2 separate regions of the Canis lupus genome follow, and region 2 is linked to region 1. A link is a contact called in public Hi-C data. All regions are on one chromosome and are shown on one strand. The core of a region is the stretch at or near the end of the contact, and the rest is flanking DNA. Distances in the headings are between cores, read along the strand shown. Region 1 has its middle 29 kb from the start of RPL11. Region 2 holds the start of ID3 (inhibitor of DNA binding 3, HLH protein).

What was found. A called contact is a pair of places that touch in the nucleus more often than the background predicts.
Region 2: a contact with region 1 is called in a Hi-C map of blood, with 3 times the contacts expected there. The contact joins the promoter of ID3 here to the enhancer-like site in region 1. A contact is called at or near these places in 7 of 9 Hi-C or Micro-C datasets (amygdala, blood, liver and 1 more).

Annotation. Positions count from the first base shown.
Region 1 is chr2:75,206,690-75,210,337 of UU_Cfam_GSD_1.0, forward strand. No RefSeq gene overlaps it. Among named protein-coding and RNA genes, the nearest start is that of RPL11, 29 kb to the left of the region's middle. Within about 2 kb of position 1,817, at least 4 of the 20 cell types and tissues checked have an H3K27ac peak or open chromatin away from gene starts, as enhancers often do. A contact at or near this core is called in blood, where this site is marked.
Region 2 is chr2:75,273,083-75,276,730 of UU_Cfam_GSD_1.0, forward strand. ID3 (inhibitor of DNA binding 3, HLH protein) reads left to right here and starts at 1,883. Exons shown (of 3, transcript NM_001003025.2): 1 at 1,883-2,245; 2 at 2,365-2,447; 3 at 2,973-3,011. The coding sequence starts at 1,946. The coding sequence ends at 2,424. All of the region lies in intron 3 of LOC111093589 (a long non-coding RNA gene), which reads right to left.

The sequences.
Region 1 (3,648 bases), core at 567-3,066:
CCCCTGACATCCTGCGGGCCAGTTCCTATCTTGGAACTGTCTGGAATCCACCCCTGCTGCCTGGAGCCCTGTTGCTCCAGCACAGACTGCTCCCCACTGGGGCAGTGGCCTCTTCCCTGGGTGCCCGTGGGCCCTGCCTCAGTCTCTCTCCCCCTGGAATTCCATCCCCCCTCCATCCGCTCCCATTATCAGGTCTCAGAGTGACTTCTCCAGAAGTCTGACCTAATCGCCTCCCACCCTAAGGACATGCTACCCATCTGTCACAGCCAAGTCCAGACCCCCTAACCCGGACACGTGCAGCCCTTCCGTGTTTGGGGAGCTCGTCTCAGCCTCAGTCTCATCCCTCCCCCATCTCTCCAACTCTTCCAGGCTCTAGTCACCACAAACCACGAGAGCAGTATGACACCCTGGTGAAAAGGCAAGACTGGGGTCAGCCTGGCTGGACTTCACATCCCAGAATCAATGCCTCTTTGAGTCTCAGTTTCCTCCTCTGTAAAATGGGAGTTGTAACAGCATCGATGTCCTAGGATTGTTGTGGGGACTAAACCAGGCCATGAAGGTAGGACTTGGAATAGGGCCTGGCACACGGCCAGGACTCGACAAACCTCCGTTTCCTTTCTCTGCGAGCTCCTCAAAGCCCAGGGGACTTAGTGGACCTGACCTCGGAGACTGTCTTTCCCCTTTGCCTCCACCGGGGGCGCTGCAACCCTCTCCACAGCCCCGGGGAGATGGGCTCCACCTGGGACGCTTGCCCCAAAGCCCCTCAAGTCAGCTTTAATCAGACCTTCCTCCTTCACAGAACTTCTCACTCTAGGACCCCTCTTGCCACCACCCCCCAGGGCGGAGCCAATGCCAAGTCTCCAAACAGCTCCCAAGTCTCTCCCCACCTCTGCACCCCTCTGCCACCCCTTACATCAGCCACCTTGTGCCCACCCTGCTTCCACCCTGCCCCTGCAGCCCTCATCCCAGAATGAACAACTCTCCTCCCCGCCCCTTCCCTGCGACCGTTTCATTGGCTCCCCAGCAGGGTCTGGCCGACCCAGTGGGCTGTGCCCCTGCCCCAGCCACCTAGCAGACCTCATCCCTTCTGCCGCCTGGGTTCCAGCCACACTGGCCCCAGGAGCACTCTTCCCCTCCTCCCCCATCACCCCTTATTAAGCCCCTTCAGATCCTGCTGTCCTCAGAGACATCGTCTCTGACCCTCTCACTACCATTAAATCCCATGACATGTCTTCACAGCCCTCTACTTCCTCCTCTTAACCCTTATCACAGTTTGTAATTATATACTTGAGCAGCTATTTGATGAACATCTGCCTCCCCGCTTCCTTTGGAAGCTTCCTGAGAGCAGAGGCTTATTCCATCTGGCCCTAGGGGCCCGGCGTATACCAATGGGACTGCTGCATGGAGTTTGCCTGTTTCCTTATGTGTCCCCTCTGCTCCCTTGTCAGGATCCCAAGGGGAGGACCCTAATCCAGGTCTGTATTTCCAGACAGGACCCCTATTCACCCTTGGCCTGGGACATCACAGGGCACCAGCAAACACCCCATAGGTGGATGATTACATCTTCTGCTGCTCTTCCTACAATTAAGATCTTAATTATGCTTAAAGAATCCATGATGCATTGTGATGAAATATGACTAATAGTATCTACGGTCGGCATCGGCCTGGCTGTCAGCTGTCACTACCCAATTATTCCCCTAGGGGAGCACGTTCTCTGACCTTGAATATCTCTGCAGGCCTTTGTCATGGGCTTTCCCAGCCCTGGTCAACCCTGTGCTTCCCCGGGGCAGTGTCACTCTTTTCTGGTATTTACAGATGAGAAAGTGGAGGTTTAGGGAAATTAAGTGGTGCGCCCAGAGGAGGCCGAGCTGGGGCTCAAACTCAGCCTCCAGGTCCTACCCCTGTGACTTTCCACTCTGTAACTCCCCAGCCTGTCCCTGCCCGTCTCCACGTGGGCAGACACACACGGTGGTGACCCAGTGCCCCTGCCCTCATGTAGTACATAGCCAGGAGGGGGGAGGGCTCGTGATGACTGCTGAATGAATGAATGAGAGAATGAATGTTTCCTTAGCAGCAGGGGCCAGGCCCCAGGACACCCTCCCTGCTTCCAGAGGCCCCCAGCAGAGATGCTGTCGCTAGTCAGGGCTCGATCTCAGAGCCCAAAGAGGGAATGGCAGAAAAAGGGCCTGAATAAGAGGAAGAGGAGTCACAGGCGGCAGCACCTCCTGAGCACCGCACTTCACAGTTTGCAAAGCCCTGACACTCACTGCCTCTCACTGAGATCTCCAAGGAGCTTTTGCAAGTAGCAGAACAAATAAACAAACAAGAAAAAAAAAAAAGAAAGAAAAGCTCTTCCCCCTCCTTCTTTGCAAAGCCAGTGTGTGTTCTCTGTAAACAATTCAGGACCGTGCTGCCCAATGCAGTGAGTAGCCACTTTGTACACGCGGCCACTCAAGTTTATATTAAATAAAATGAAGTAAAATGTAAAATTCCATTCCTCAGTCTCACTGGCCATTTTGAAAGTGCTCAGTAGCCACACGTGGTTAGGGGCTGCCGTGCTGGACAGTACAGATACAGAACATTTCCGTCACTGCAGAGCATTCTATTGGACAAAACTGATTTATGACATACAAATAAGCAAAAGGAAAAGGGAAAACACCTGCAATGCCATTTCCCAGAGAAAACCACTGCTGCTGACATTTTGGCGTGGATGTTTCCAGTTTTTTCCAGGGCGGCCATTATATATTGTTTTTTTGTTTTGTTTTGTTTTTTTTCCAAAAATGGGTTAACACAGCTCCAACTGTTTTATGGCCTTTTTTAAAAAAAAATTATCAACATACTACAAATAACTTTTTAAACAGCACAGGGATCCCTGGGTGGCTCAGCGGTTTAACGCCTGCCTTCGGCCCAGGGCCTGATGCTGGAGTCCCGGGATCGAGTCCCACGTCGGGCTCCCTGCATGGAGCCTGCTTCTCCCTCTGCCTGTGTCTCTGCCTCTCTCTCTCTCTGTTTCTGTGTATCTCTCATGAATAAATAAATAACATCTTACAAAATAATAATAAAAAATAAACAGTAGCACAGTATATGTATGACTACTACAATTAATTTACCCAATTTTCTGCAGATATCTGCATTGTCTCCCCCTGCCCTTTTTAAAAATCAGGGCAACAATTCTTTTTTTTTTTTTTTAAGATTTTATTTACCTATTCATGAGAGACACAGAGAAGAGAGAGAAGCAGAGACACAGACAAAGAGAGAAGCAGGCTCCATGCAAGGAGCCCGATGTGGGACTCAATCCAGGGTCTCCAGGATCACGCCCTGGGCCAAAGGTGGCGCTAAATCTCTGGGCCACCAGGGCTGCCCAACAATTCTTCAAAGAAAAAAAAATTATTGAGGGGTGCCTGTTTAGCTCAGTTTGAAGAGTGTGCAACTCCTGACATCAGGGTTGTAAGTTCAAGCCCCATGCTGCGGGTAGAGATTACTAAAACAAAACAAGACAAAACAAAACTGATTTAAATATTTTGTGTGGCAAGAGCTCCATTTTTTTTTGAAACCACTTCATTATTTTTGTAAAAGTGGTAGTTGGGGCACCTGGGTGGCTCAGTCAGTTAGGCATCTGACTCTTGATCTCGGCTCAGGTCTTGATCT
Region 2 (3,648 bases), core at 633-3,132, 66 kb after region 1:
AATAGCTGGCATTCTCTTCTTCTGACGTCTGTAGCATTTATAGACTGACTTGTGCACTTACAGGTTATTTTCTTCTTCCTCATGCTAAAAAGTATAAGAAACTTGGAAACATTAACATTCTAGGGAGAAATCTTTAGAAGACCCCTTTCTTGGGACACAGAACCTTGTGTGGTATGATGGCAAACAACGGGACTTCAGGGCTGAGTCTACCATTAGCTGTGGTGTGACACTGGACATGTTTTTATAGCCCCTCTCTGAGCCCTTTACTACCCCACACCTGCCTGTCCAAATTTCATAAAGCCTTAGATTTCTAGTATTGGGAAGGATTTAAAATAATCACTTAGCACCATCTCCCCATATTAGTCACAAGGCAACAAAGGCCAGGGTAAATGGGCTTGTTCAAGATCGCATGGCTATGTGGATTTCCAGTCCAGCGTCCTCTCTACCATTATTATTTTGAGATTCTCCTAGCTCTGAGCTCCCATTGTCCTTTTAATTAGTGCCACATACTATAGAAATCTTAATTGTTTCCTGTGTTAATCTTGTCTCCCCAAATTGTGAGATTCTTGAGAGCAGGAGCCACTGTTCTGTGTAAGATGACTCCATAAATATTTACCAACTGATTGATTTAGGAAGCAACCATTGGGGGAATCCCACCTGGTCAGTTCCAAGATGAAAACCAGCATTTTGAGGCTGCAAATTCCCAAAAGTTCTGGGAAGTGACAAGAAGACAAGAATACTGAGTGCAATGTCCTGTTGCAATACAGGGCTTAGCTTCCCTGTTCTCTGATCCCTTTCCTGGGCTCTCAGATAGAGCTGGAGCTATTTCAGTGAGGCTAAGAATAATCAAGTCCAGGTGGCCCTACCCTTCCATAGCAGAAAGGGACAGACAATAGAGTGATGAAATTACCAAACTATTGTTTTCTGCATAGAGGTGTGTGGAAAGTGTGGGGTGTGGGGGGATGGCAAAGCAAGAGTTAAGAGATTGACCCCCCCCCACGGGGGACCCCTTGAAAGATTGATACAGAAATCATCTTGTCTGTCGCCCCATATTTAAAACTCGGTCTAAGATTTTAATCGAACTCACTTCCAAAACACAACTGGCAAATATTTGGCTCCTTATGGAGCGCATGGGGCCAGAGGGTGGGAGCTCCTTTCTCTCCCCATGCAAAAATCACGGATTCGGCCTGCTTTCTTCTTCTTCTTCTTTTTTTTTTTTTTCCTTTTCCCCTGTTGCTCAAATAGTGTTCTTTGCTCAAACCCCCTTCCCCTCCTCCTTCTGCAATCTCAGCCCTAGCCCAAATCTGTTTTCTTCATTGTAAACTCAGCTTCACCGCAATTAATTTTTTTTCCCCTCTGGTCACAAGATAATTCCTGACGCCAGTGAGTCTGGAGGTCAGACGAACAGCAAATTGGGGAACAAGGCGGCACTAATTCCTTACAAGTTTCCCTTGAAAAATCCTTTGCTTTAAAAAAAAAAAAAAGCTTCTTTGCTGTTCAGGGATTTATGACCTCAGAGGAGCTGTGGGTTCGAACTAGTGTTGGGCTGTGGGTGGACTGGCAGGGGGCAGGGGAGCTCAAAGATCTGGGGCGCTGCCAGGAAAAGGCAAATTCTTAAAGTTAATGGTTTTAAGTGATTTTTTAAAATCCTCGCTGGCAAAGAGGCCTGCCTCTCCCCAGTATCAGCGCTTCCTCATTCTTTGAATCCGCGGCTCCGCGGTATTCGGCGTCAGACCAGCCGGAGGAAGCCTGTTTGCAATTTAACCGGGTTGTGAACGCCCAGGGCTGGCGGGGGCGGGGCCGAGGCGCGCGTTTTGCATAAAGGGGCGTGGCCCCGACCGGGCTCTATAAGTGGGGCCGCGGCCGGCGTGCGCGCGTTGCCAGCTGCTGTCGGGGCTCCCTGGCTCTCCTGCTCCTCTCGGCACCTCCGGCCTCACTCTGCAATATGAAGGCGCTGAGCCCGGTGCGCGGCTGCTACGAGGCGGTGTGCTGCCTGTCCGAACGCAGCCTGGCCATCGCGCGCGGGCGCGGCAAGGGCCCGGCGGCCGAGGAGCCGCTGAGCCTGTTGGACGACATGAACCACTGCTACTCGCGCTTGCGGGAACTCGTACCCGGAGTCCCGCGAGGCACTCAGCTTAGCCAGGTGGAAATCCTGCAGCGCGTCATCGACTACATCCTCGACCTGCAGGTGGTCCTGGCCGAGCCCGCCCCTGGACCCCCCGACGGCCCGCATCTTCCCATCCAGGTGCGTGGGGGCGTGCGCGGGAGGTGGGGCGGGCTCGAGCTCCGGAGCCGGGATGCTGCTTGGACTCCTGAAACTCCCAAACGCCGGGCATCACTTTACCCTCTTTCTCCTCGTCTCAGACAGCCGAGCTCGCTCCGGAACTCGTGATCTCCAACGACAAGAGGAGCTTCTGCCACTGACCTGGCAGCCCTGGCGCCTCCAGGTGAGTCTCCCCGCCGTCGCCCAGGGGGTGGGGGTGGGGCGGTGCTTAAAGCGACAGATCTTGGAACTGGTTGGCCTTTTAAGCGATTATTGCCATCTCAGTTTGGGGAAAACGGGGCGAGGGAGGGGCGAGAGTGGCTTAACCCTCGGTTCCATCAAATGAATGACAGAACCAATTCCCATCCAATGTGCGTTTCCACCTTCCGCGCGCTTTGCCCCTGCCCTCCCCCAGTGACCAAAGACAGGGGGAAAAGTAGGCGCAGGTAAATAAAAGAGCCGTTCTGTCCGTAGTTGGGAGTGTAGGCTTCTCCCAACTAGTGTCAATTCCAAGAGGGCGGGGTGGTTGCAAGCTCCGCCTGTGGTCCTTTGGCGCCAACTGGGTGGGGGCAGCTTAGGGCTCGGAGTTATCAGCTGGAGGTAGAGACCAAGTTTCCTCCCTGGCGCCGGGCAGTCTGCGGACGGCCCCCGCCTCGGCGCGCTCGGCGGAAACTGATGGCTCCCTGGTCTTCTTTCCTCCCCCGCCCAGAACGCAGGTGCTGGCGCCCGTTCCGCCTGGGACCCCGGGACCCTCTACGGCCGGAAGCCCGAGGGCATGGATGGGCCCCAACCTCGCCCTGCCCACTTGACTTCCCCAAACCCCCGCCTCGAGGCTGGACCTGGCGCCCGGGAGCGGAGGACTGTGAACTTGGGTGGCCTAAAGAGCCAGAGCTAGCTCTGGGCACCAGCTGGGCAACATCTCCCAGCCCCCACCCCACCCCCAAGTTTTAAAGACTGTCTTTCACAGTGTGGAGTTGGGGGGGGGAGTGGCTGCTCTCCAAAGTCTGCCAAGGCAGCAGTAGAGCTGGTCTTCTGGTCTCCTTGGAGAAAGGCTCTGTTGCCCTGATTATGAACTCTATAATAGAGTATATAGCTTTTGTACCTTTTTTGCAGGAAGGTGACTTTCTGTAACCATGCAATGTATATTATTAAACTTTTTATAAAAGTTAACATTTTGCATAATAAACGGTTTTTAAACACTTGAGTATATGAGTATGTAATTTGTTTCCTTAAATGCTAATGCTCTCATAAGGCTGAATGTAGGGGAAATATAGATGTCCTTCTTGGACCTTGGGAAAAGCAAACTTGCTTATTAAAGGGAGATGGAAAAATGTCAACTAAGACTGGGGGCGGGGGCAGTGGAAAGAGCTCCTGCTTGGGAGCCT